Linked DNA regions of Mus musculus: region 2 is linked to region 1. Evidence: chromatin contacts called from public promoter capture Hi-C data. All regions are on one chromosome and are shown on one strand. Each heading gives the region's core, a stretch centred on a gene start, on an enhancer-like site or on the middle of the called end of the contact. The rest is flanking DNA. Distances are from core to core; before and after follow the strand shown.

The links. Capture Hi-C pulls out chosen DNA fragments and counts their contacts.
Region 2: a promoter capture Hi-C map of liver shows a contact between it and region 1. The contact joins the promoter of Atp6v1b1 here to the promoter of Clec4f in region 1. A contact is called at or near these places in 6 of 39 promoter capture datasets (the 3T3-L1 cell line, embryonic stem cells, liver and 3 more), 1 of 15 datasets of contacts at CTCF or cohesin (the NIH/3T3 cell line), 1 of 115 datasets of contacts at active chromatin or transcription factors (embryonic stem cells) and 3 of 9 other capture datasets (adipose tissue, liver and pancreatic islet).

Annotation. Positions count from the first base shown.
Region 1 is chr6:83,652,204-83,657,819 of GRCm38.p6, forward strand. It overlaps Clec4f (C-type lectin domain family 4, member f), which reads right to left and starts at 3,913. Exons shown (of 7, transcript NM_016751.3): 1 at 3,754-3,913; 2 at 2,855-2,971; 3 at 2,480-2,560; 4 at 156-1,097. The coding sequence starts at 3,829.
Region 2 is chr6:83,739,337-83,744,903 of GRCm38.p6, forward strand. It overlaps Atp6v1b1 (ATPase, H+ transporting, lysosomal V1 subunit B1), which reads left to right and starts at 3,681. Exons shown (of 14, transcript NM_134157.3): 1 at 3,681-3,866. The coding sequence starts at 3,749.

The DNA.
Region 1 (5,616 bases), core at 2,663-5,162:
CATTTCTAGCACCATCCTCCTCCCCAGATGGTTAGGTAAGCAAGGAGGCTAAAGGGTCAGAGGTCATCACCGCTCCCCAGAGCACGAACACACATACACACACACACACACACACACACACACACACACACACACACACACACATCTCTACTTACTCTGAGTCTTCTGCTCCTGCTTCTGTGCAGCCACAGCTTCCTGCAGGGCCCCCAGGCGATTCTGCTCCCCCTGAATCTTGGCAGTGAGGGCTTTGGTCGCCTGCAGATCTGCCTTCAAACTCTGCATCTCTGTCTTGGCCCTCTGAAGATTGCTCTGTAGCATCTGGACATTGGACTTCAAAGCTGAGACATCACTCAGGTCCCTTCTCAGGGTCTGTAACTCTCTGCTGGCATCTTTCATTTGGCCATTGACCACCTCAATCCGGGAGTTCAAGGAACTGGTGCTTTTCAGCTCAGCTTTTAAGCCCTGGATCTGGGCATCTGTCTGCTCCAGGTGGCCATTTGCCTTTTGAGTCTGAGCAGTGAGTGTTTCCAGCTCTTTCTTTAACGAGTTCATCTTTTCACCAGCCCTTTCCATACCATCTCTCACGGTCTGGATCTGAGCACTAATGTTGTCCATACTGTGCTGGAGAAAGCCCTGGGTCTGGGAGCTGAGGTCATTTGCACTCTGCAGACTTCCCCTCAACGCCTGGATCTCAGACTGGGCTTCCTCCAGGCCTCTGCCCAGCACGTGGAGCTCAGCACTGGTGTTTTCTGTGCTGCTCTTTAAGAGACCTCGGGTCTGGGAAGTCATAGCGTTTGCCTTTTCCAAATCTCCTCTCAGACTATGGATATCAGCACTGGCCACCTCCAAGGAGCTTCTCAGCGCCTGGGTCTCCAAAGCCAAGGCTCCAGATTCCTTCAGCACATCTTTTGTCTGCAGGATGTCAGCATTCACATCCTCTAGATGGCTCCCAAGCAACTGCACCAGAGAACTAACATTGTCCATTTGGTACTTCAGTATCTGTACCTCCTTGTGACAGCTGCTAGAATTCTCCTCATAGTCCCTAAGCCTCTGGATAGCCACTTGCATTTCTGTCTCCCTGACAAATTGGGAATGATCTGAAAAGAGGAAACAGAAGGTGCAATAGAGGCCTGTTAAGTGGGGAAGCTCAGGTGGCAAATCAGAACATTCCTTAATGTCCCTGGGTAGGGTAGTCACACTGTCAACTGGGAAGGACCTAGAATTACCCAGAAGACAAACCTCTGGGTATAAGATAGTTTCCAGGGAGATTCAACTGAGCAGAAAAGACCCACCATGAATGTGGGCTTCACCATCCTAAGGGCTAGGAGTCCTAGACTGAATGAAAAGGAGGAAAAGCTTTTACACACACACACACACACACACACACACACACACACACACACAGCTGAGCACTAGTGTCATAGCTCTCTGCTTCCTGACTGTTAACACAATGTGATCAACTACCTCAAGTTCCTGGTTCCACGACTTCTGGCCATGATGAACTGTGCCTTCAAACTGTGAGCCAAGATAAACTCTTCCTTCAGTTGCCTCTATAATTTATCTGTTGCAGCATTGTGATACATTAGAGACTCCTCCACACACAGCTTTGAGTGATCCTAGGGCAGCCAGCTGGTCCCTGAAGCTAGTAGGCTCTGGGGATGGACCACGCAAGAATGCAGGCAGGCTAGCTAGCTGCTTGCTACACATACACACACACACACACACACACACACACACACACACACACAAACACACATGAGCAGGAACAACAGAAACTCTGGCCTGGGTTCAATTCTCAACACTACTAAGAATATTTTTCTCAGATCACGTGGATGAAAAACGACTGAAAAAGAACATGCTTATTTTTAAATCCTTTTTCATATGAAACTCTATAAGAAAACTGCTCTTCACCATGACAAGTGAGGTTGAAGTCAGGAGGGGATGCGAGAGATCACCAATGGCTGCAAGCAAACCCTGGGGAGGGGATGGTGAGCTGGCTCCTCAGCCTGACTGTAGAGATGGTTTCAGGAACACACTCCACAGGGATTTATCAGATTGTGCAATTTAAATATGCCCAATGTTTACGGCAGCTGGACCTCAATAAAGCTGTGCTGAAAAATGGGACAATTTGGGGTTTAGAGATACAGCTCATTTGATAGAACACTTGTTTCGTTTGCATGAGGTTATGGGTTCAATCCTCAGTACCACATTACCTGGGCATGGTGCCACACACCTAGCATTATAGAAACGGAGGCAGGAAGGGTCAGACATTTAAGGTGATTCTTGGCTTTTTAGTTTGAAACCAACCTGGATTGTATGAGATCCTGTATCAAAAAATAAGTTTACAATATGTTTTAGGAGGAAGGTGGGAGCTGAAGCTCGGCGTGGGAACAGGAGCTGGAAGAGAAGCTGCAGCAGAGTCTGTGCCCCACACCCCACAGCCAGCTCCCTGAGGCGCGTCCTCACTGGAACTACTCACTGTCGTGTCCAGAGTTGTTGCTTCCCCGAAGCAGGAGGGAGGGAGGCTCTTTATTCCACTCAGGTCTCCAAGGCTGTGAAGCTGAGAATGCCATTCCTGGGTCAGCTCAATCCATAGCCCTGACATAATAGACTTCCCACACAAGCTGGGTTCCAGAAAGAGAGGAGCATCAAGCCTGCCCCCCTTCCCAGAAGCCTCCATTCTCGAGAGCCATCTCACAGCCCAGTGGGCTCTGTTGACTCCAGGTCTGGGCCTAGGTTGGTGGCAAAATGTTACTTCAGAGAGCAGAAATGTCCAGAAGACTGCCATCTGGGTCTCTTGGGACCTTTGCACAGAGGGAGAGTGAGTTGTGGCTAAAGTCACCCGAGAACTTACCCACCACAAAAAGAGCAAGGAGAGAAAAGATCACAGTCACCACCATTAATGCCAGAATGACCTGGACGTGCCGCAGGGTCCTGGGAGCCATGAGAGCAGCTGACTTAGGCCCCAGTCCTGCAGGGGAGAAGCCAAGACTCAGGGTAAGAGTGCAGGGAGAGCCAGGACTGTCGGTCTTGACACAGTCCCCTGACTTGTCCGTTAGAGATGAGAACAACTGCCATGCTTCTCACAGGGAAAGAAAGCATTCTCTCAGGACAGGTAACAGCCAAAGGTATGGGGCTCACAACCCACAGAGGCTGCAGTGGTGTCCTAGACATGAAACCCGTCCCAGAGAAAGCGTTGCTGTGGGTGCGATCATAAAGAAAGAAGAAAGTGAAGGCTGAAAGCAGGTGGAAAGAAGGTACATAGCAGGGGTCCAGACCACAGGTCCCCATTCTGTTAACAAGCCTGACCACATCAAGCATTAGTGTCCCTGGGGTGGATGGTTTCATCCCTGGAGCCTTCCACAGAGCTTGACATGTTGCCCTGGACGCATGTCTAGGGCCTTCTGGGAAATTGGTTACTAGCCAGGGATGCACCCACTAATGATCTCGGAGAGCACCAGCTCCAGAGGGTGCACGGGCTAGGTGGAGGGCAAAGCCGGGGTTCAAAACCAGGCCCATCTGAACTCCAAGTGCACATTTTTCCTGACATCGGGTTACTGTACCCAGTGGAGGGGCTCTTGGAGGTTTCATATAGAGCCTGGGGTGCTCAGAGTTCTGGTCCTCTGCCGACCTGTTTATTCTGACCCATCTATTTACTATGGAACCAAGGCAGGGATGATACAAATCTCTGGGCTGGCAAAGATGGGCTCAGAGGGCAGGGTATAGGCAATATTCTTACCTAAATATTCTTACCTTGGGGCTGTAGGGAGACACACTGGTTGTCTGTGCAATATCTAGCCATATCTCTGTTCAGCTCGGCCTCCTTCATCCTCCTGCACCGTTCTTGCCACTGGTTCCTAAAGCCTGTCCTGCAAGCCCACAGTAGTGAGAGCCTGAAACACAGTGGGAGCCTGATCTATGTTCTCCTGAGGTCAGGACAACTTCCCAAACCTGCCTCCTCCCTCTGACTCTGCAGAAATCCAATGTTACCACTGGCCCCTCCTCCTCTTGGAGTTACAGAGGCCAAGAGCCCAACAGCCCTTTCCCCCTCTGCCCCTGGCTCCATGCCAGCCTCTGCCTCAGAGCCACACACCACCCAACCCCCTTCAGCAGGGTCTGCAATCTGCCCCTAAGAAGGGGACTGTCAACTTTACAGGGGAAACATTCTTGAGAGGCTGAGGAGATGGCTCAGACAGTGAAGCGCTTGAAGCATGAAGCGCTAAGCATGAAGACCAGAGTTTGGCTCCCCAGCACCACCCACATCAAAAACTGGGCACAGCAGCATGTGCCTGTAGTCACAGTGTTGGGAGGTGGAGGTAGGAAGATCCTTACAGCTTTCTAGCCAGGCTGCCTCACTGAATCAATTAGCTCTTTTTTAATAAAGGTGGGAAGAGATAAGGGAAGATGCCCAGCACTGGCCTCTGATTTTCATCAGGCTTGAGGTAGCACACAGCTTTAATCCCAGCACCTGGGAGGCAGAGGCAGGTTGATCTCTCTGAGTTTGAGGCCAAGCTGGTGTACATAGTGAGTTCTAGGCCAGTCAGAGCCACATAGTGAGACCCTGTCTCAAAAACCAAACAAACAAAAACAGTGCACGAGGTGGGAGAATTTGTAGGGGGAGGCAAAGACCGGGAGCCTGGCCAGTCCAAACCTCAGAACTTTACAGACAGGTCACCAGAAAGGCCCTGACAGACTTTATATGTGATTGTTGGCTGTGTCCTAGGTCAAAGTTCCTGCAAGCCTAACTCCTGAGTGACGATAATCCTTGGTTATCATAATGAATTCCCTCTGAGCACACCTGGGTTCTTTTGGTGAGATGACTCAGGTCCTTTCTGGGATGGCCACCAGTTCCAGAAAGGCCACATTGATTAGAAACCTCCACCCCCCCCTCCCCTACTCTCAGACATCCCTGTGAGAAGGACTTCACAGGAAGTCACAAGAATCCTAAGCAAGGTAGGGTTTGAGCTGTAGCTCAGTTGGTAAATCACTTGTCTTACACACATAAGGCCCTGGCTTCCATCCCAGGCAGTCTTTAAACAAGATATGGGGTACATGCCCGTGACTATACAACTCAGGAGACAGAGACAGGAAAAGATCAGAAGTTCAACGTCATACTCAGCTGACCCTGTCTCTCTCAAACAACAAACTTGAGCAAGAAAATACAGAAGGCTCAATCTCACCCTGACTCCTGAGACACAGAAGTATGGTGCTCAGGAGCTGCTAAACCTTGCTTTATATCTTTCCATTGGCTCAGGCTATCCCTTCCAACAAACTCTGAATAGTCTACCCAGTGTTTGCATGTAGTTCGATGGTTTGTTCTAGGGAACCATCAAAGCTGAATGTCATGGCATTGGCTGTAAGACAGACAGAAGAATGGGTTGCTTGGCAACCTACTAGTCACAGATCTCTGAAGTGGGGACAGTCTTGTAAGAGACTCTCAGAACTCTCAGACTGTGAGGTCTCTGCTATCTGGGAGTTAGCATCAGAACGATCAAATGATGGGTGCACAGCTGCTGTTTGACAGAAAGGATGTCAGGGGAACCCAGCTTGGTGTCAGGAGAGCAGTCAGGGAATACAAATCAGAGTCCACCTTCATCTAAGCCAATGGTTCTCAGC
Region 2 (5,567 bases), core at 2,431-4,930, 87 kb after region 1:
ATAATAAATAAATAAATCTTTAAAAAAAAGAAAATAATTAAAAAAAAAAAAGAGTTCCTAAAGTCTACACAATTCCACAGTTGCTCAAAGTGGGGAGATCCAGACAAACTGAAAGGCCCTATTTTTTAAAAATTGCATACTTTTTTTTTTTTTTTTTTTTTTTTGAGACTGGATTTCCCTGGCTGTCCTGGAACTCACTCTACAGACCAGGCTGGTCTCAAACTCAGAGATCCACCAGCCTCTGCCTCTAGAGTGCTGGGATTAAAGGTGTCAGCGGCCATTACACACTTTTAGTACATGGTGGCACAAAGTAAGTTTTCCCATTCCAAAAGGGATAAATGGGACTTGCTGTTCCACTGCCGTGAACAGACACCATGACCCAGGCAACTCTTATAAGCACAACATTTAATTGGGGCTGGCTTACAGTTTCAGAGGTTCAGTCCATTATCATCACGGCTTGACATATGGCAGTGTGCAGGCAGACATGGTACTGGATGGAGAAGGAGTTCTATATCCTGATCTGTAGGCAGCAGAAGGATTGATTGCCTTCCACAGGCAGCCCGAAGGAGGCTCTGATTCCACAATGGGCAGAGCTTGAGCATATGAGACCTCAAAGCCCATCTACACAGTGACACACTTCCTCCAACAAGGCCACACCTACTTCAATAAAGCCACACCTCCTAATAGTGCCACTCCCCATGGGCCAAGCACTGAAACACGTGAATCTGTGGGGGCCAAACTATTCAAGCCACCACATAACAAGAAAAGACTGGGCCAAAGTAAGACCAGAGCCCAGCAGGGTAAATACAAATCTTGTAGCTCTGGAACCTGGGACCAAGAATCCAGACAGAAATATGAAGGTGTCAATGGGCTTGAGTAGCTCTGTCCCTTAGCTCTGCCACTCACAACACATGTAAGCTCGCTGTGCCTGCAGCTTTCCTCCAACAGACATTGATGGCCCTATCATCTCCACTACCCTCAGAGTTCCATGCAATGGCTTCTCAAGGCCTCCTTGCAGGGGATTCAACCCTGCCACACATGACCTGGCCTTAACAGCTTTCTCGAACCTTGTGCAAGCCTCCATGAACATGTAACTCCTACATTTTATGCCTGTAAAACCAGCAATGTGTGGATGCAGCTGCTAAGTTCTGCTATCAGCCTGAGATGTGATCTGGTCCCTTCTACCACAGCTAGAGTAGGTTCGGTGCTCTCCAGCAATGAGATCAGAAAACACTTAGGGGTTCCTCAGTGCAGGCTCTCTCCTGTCAACTGAATTTGAATTTTCACAAGTTGGAGCATCTGATGGGTGGGTTTGCCTTCAGAGCCCATTTCCTATTGTCCCAGAACAGAGTATCACGGTTCTCTTTAATGGTTCCAACCTCTCTCACAGTGACAGCTGCTTTTTTTTTTTACCCTGCTTTGTCTGTAACTCTAAACTCACTCTCTTTTTTTGAGAAACTGCATCAGTCAAATCTTTGCTCTGCATGCTGCTATCCTTCACTGTAGACCTGCAGAAGAGCGCCGAGCAGGAGCCATGCTACAGCCTGGATGCTGTCCTGATGTTTTAATGACTTTTCTATTGCAGTGATAAGTCACCACAGCCAAGGCAATGCATAGAAGAGCTGTTTGGGGCCCATAGTTGCAGAGAGTTAGAGTCTATGGCCATCGTGGTGGGGTGCACAGCAGCAGGCAGGCAGGCAGGCAGGCAGGCATGGTGCTGGAGCAGCAGCTGGAAGCTCAAGTCCAGATCCACAAACAGAAAGAAGCAGAGACAGAACACTGGAAATGACGCAAATCTTCTGAAACCTCAAAGCCCACCCCAAGTGCCATGACTCCTTCTAGTCCTTCCCAAACAGTTCCACCAACTAAGAACCTAGTATTCAAACATATTAGCCTATGGGGGACATTCTCATTCAGACCACACACCTGCCATGAAATTCCCTCTGCCAAACAGATTAGTCCATTATGACTGAATTCAGCACCATTCAAATTCTCAGGACATGGGCAGAATAAACTCAGATTCTTTTCCAGAATATAATCTGAATAACTGCTAGTCCATTTCTTCATAAAGTTCTTGTTCCCTTCTGAAACGTCATGTGCTGGGCTCCCACTGTCCACATATCTCTCTCAGTCTTCACCAGAATGGCTCATTAAGCTCCTCTTACACCATTCTGGGGCTGAAAAACGCTTTCACATTCTTCTCACAAACCATTTGCAGAGGCTTAAAAACCACATGGTCAGGTTTATAGTAACAACTCCACTCCTGGTACCAGTTTTCCGTATTACTTACTTCTTCATTGCTATGACAAAGTATCTAGTAGAAAAAAAAAACTTAATGAAGGAAAAGTTTATTTTGGTTCATGTTTTGAGATTGCAATCAATGTTGTGTTTTATAAAAATATAGGGAGAGAGAGGAATATGTTTGGTGAATGTATAGTCAGGTGTCAAAGAAAGAGGTGCCTCTGCTGGCCCATGTTAGTTCATTCCTCTCCTTGAGGGACCAGCCATATATAGAATAGAGTTTATTCAGGGCATGGGGAGGGGAGTTGAGAGAGTAGTAGAGACTGCTAATGGCAGAGAGAGAGAGTAGAGGAGTAGAAGCCAGCCATGAGAATGTAGAGAGAGGGGGGGAGGGGAGTGGGGAGAGAGGAGAAGCAGAAGCAAGGAGACAGAACAGGAGCAAGAGAGTAAAAGAGAGAGGAGGGGGCAAGCAGCCTCTTTTATACTGAGTCAGGCACATCTGGCTGTTGCCAGGTAACTGTGGGGTGGAGCCTAGACAAAAGGCAAGCAGTCAGTATGGTAGGAAGGCATAGTGGTGGTGGTAGCAGTAGTTGGGGTCAGGGGACTGGCTATACTTTCTACATGATTCTAATTCCTGTCAATTTGGCAGCCAAAGTTAGTCATCACATGTAATTACCCACAATGGTAGCATTTTAAATATCTAGCATAATTTCACACAGAAAAGTAACACTGGGACCACAGGCACACACTTACATCATTTCTTCAGCTATGCAGACTCATGGAAGCAAACAGGAGACTGCTCCTTTATAGCCACACACAATCTCCAACAGAAGAGTTCTTTGACAGAATGAGAAGCATGAGAGAGGGAGCAGAGACATGAGATGGACCAGTGCTGGAGAGTGGTGGGGAAGACAGCGCAGACTGACTCAAGGAACATGGTAGCTTCCTGCAGGAGGTGGCCTGAAGCTGGCCAGGAGATGACCCTCAAAGATGACAAAATGATGGAATTGGAGAGGGAAGGGTACCCGGGTATGGTTCAGGACAAAGGGGGCAGGTTGAGAAGATAACCTGCCAGGTACAGGGCATGAGGAGACCAAGGAGTCATACAGTGGGAGATAGGGACCTGTTTTTTTTTTTTTTAAAAAAAAAAAGGAAAAACTGAAGCCACACTCACTATGGAAACTGCACTGAGGGACCTCTGGGCACAGAGGTTAGAAGAGGTGCTATGCACCTTGCTCCGTCCTTCATTGCAAGCTTTCAGGACTGAGTGGGGGCAGCCACTACAGGCTCTGCTCAGCCCATGCCTGAGAAACCTTGGGAGCTGGCGCATACCAGCTTCCCTGTTTACAGTCAACCTGGCAGAGGAGGGGAGGGAAGCAGAAACATAAGGAAGGGGAGGGGTGGCTGCTGGCACAGGCTGAGCAGCCCGCTCCAGCTCCAGATAAAACTGAAGTCTTAGAGCTACCACCAGGCTTCTCAGGCACTAGCTCCCAGCTCTCCACACGCCATGGCCACAACAGTAGACAGCAGGTCCTCGGGATTCACTGGCAATAGCTGTGACCCAGGCACAGCCCAAGAGCATGTGCAGGCTGTGACCCGAAACTACATCACCCACCCCCGAGTCAGTGAGTATTCATGTCCAGCTGGTGAGGGGAGTGGGCTGCTGGATCGGTGCTTTTTGCCTCAGAGAAAGAGGGCCAAGACCTAGGGAGGAGATCAGGGCCTCTGAGTCCAGAAGAACTGTGTAGTATCACCTCTATGTAAAGCCTGCACATGGGTCACCTCTGCGGGTGGCAGGCGGGATTGAGGTCCCCATTCAAGCTGACCCAGAGGAGAGGGTTGAGTAACAACTATTATCATCAGGATCCTATCGTCCAAAGTCCAAAGAGAGAGGGAGAGTGAAAGTGAGACAGACAGACAGGCAGGCAGGCAGGCAGGCACAGACAAAGATAGACAGCTTGAGATTGAGACTAAGACAGAGACAGTGGGAGGGAAGAAGGGAGGGAGCGAAGTAGGGATGGAGGGAGGGAGAGAGGAGGAGGGACGGGGAGGAGGGAGGAAGGGAGGGAAGAAGAATACAGGGGAGCATGTGTGGATGAGCAAATGGATCTGTATAGTAATGTGTATAGCAGTATAGTCAGTGGGCACTTGGCTTGAGGAATTCAGTATCCAGTGTGTTGTGCCAATGGATGCCTGAATCACCTTCTAGTGGGGAGAATCTATCCATAGAAACATGTACAAGAAAGGCAGTCTCTACTGGGCGGGGCACAAAATGTGCAATGGCATGTGTGTGCATGCTTGTATGCACAGGGTGGAGGTGAGGTGTGTGCATGTGTGTGGGCATGCGTGTGTATGTGTGTGGGCACAGGCACAGGTGCGGGTACGGGTGCCTGAATATAATGTACATGTATGTTCAAGTGGATTCATGCATACATGAAGTGTAACTGCAGCAATGTATGTATACTGTTGGGTTAAGACCATGTATTGGTTCACACATGGTGTGCCTCTCTCATCTGGTCAGGAGGCAACTGTGCCTGATCTGGAGGGGTGAGCCACACCAGTGTTATGCATAGAAAACCTGGAAAGTCCCACAGGGCCAAAGCCACCCCTCATGTTCTTGTCCAAGGTCACTCTCCCTGGCCTGGTAGTCTCAGGCAGCCCAGCTCTCTGGAGTAAACCAGCCTGAGTGGCCCCAGCTGAACAGAGCCTGAGGCTCCTAAACAGGGTGTGTGGGGGTGGAGTGGGGAGATGGAGCTAGACAAGGCCACTCCTTCTTCTGACTCCAGGGCCACCCAACCCAACGGAGTAGGTGCAGTGTATATACAGGGTACCCCACGGCTGAGCTCAGAGCAATCGGATCACCTTTCAGCCTTCGGGGAGCACAGCCCTGGGTGCTGGGAGTGTGTCTGAGGCTGATACAGACGCCTTGTGCACCAATTATGGAGAAAGGTGCAAGGGGGCAGGCCAGGCTTCTCCCAGAGGCCAGAGGTTGCCTCCTATGCAAAAGCTTGGGTCATGAGAGCCCAGAAATCAGAGGAGAAAGGGCACCATTGTGCCCAGGTTTGAGGCTGTTCGATCCTCTGCCCCACAGGCTCTCCCACCTGCGGGCACAGGAGAGCTGCCAGGTTGGGTGGGGCGGGAGTCTAGACCTCCAGGCTCAGCTTTCCTTCTGGAATGTGGCTCTACAGGGATCTGCAAGGATCTCCCAGTACAACCTTTGTGCAGCCTCACCTCGCCCACCACTTTCTCCTCCAGGTGGGAGGGCTCAAGCTAGAGCAGACTCTTGCCAGTTTCCTCCTGCGGGGAACCAGAATGTGTTTATTGTC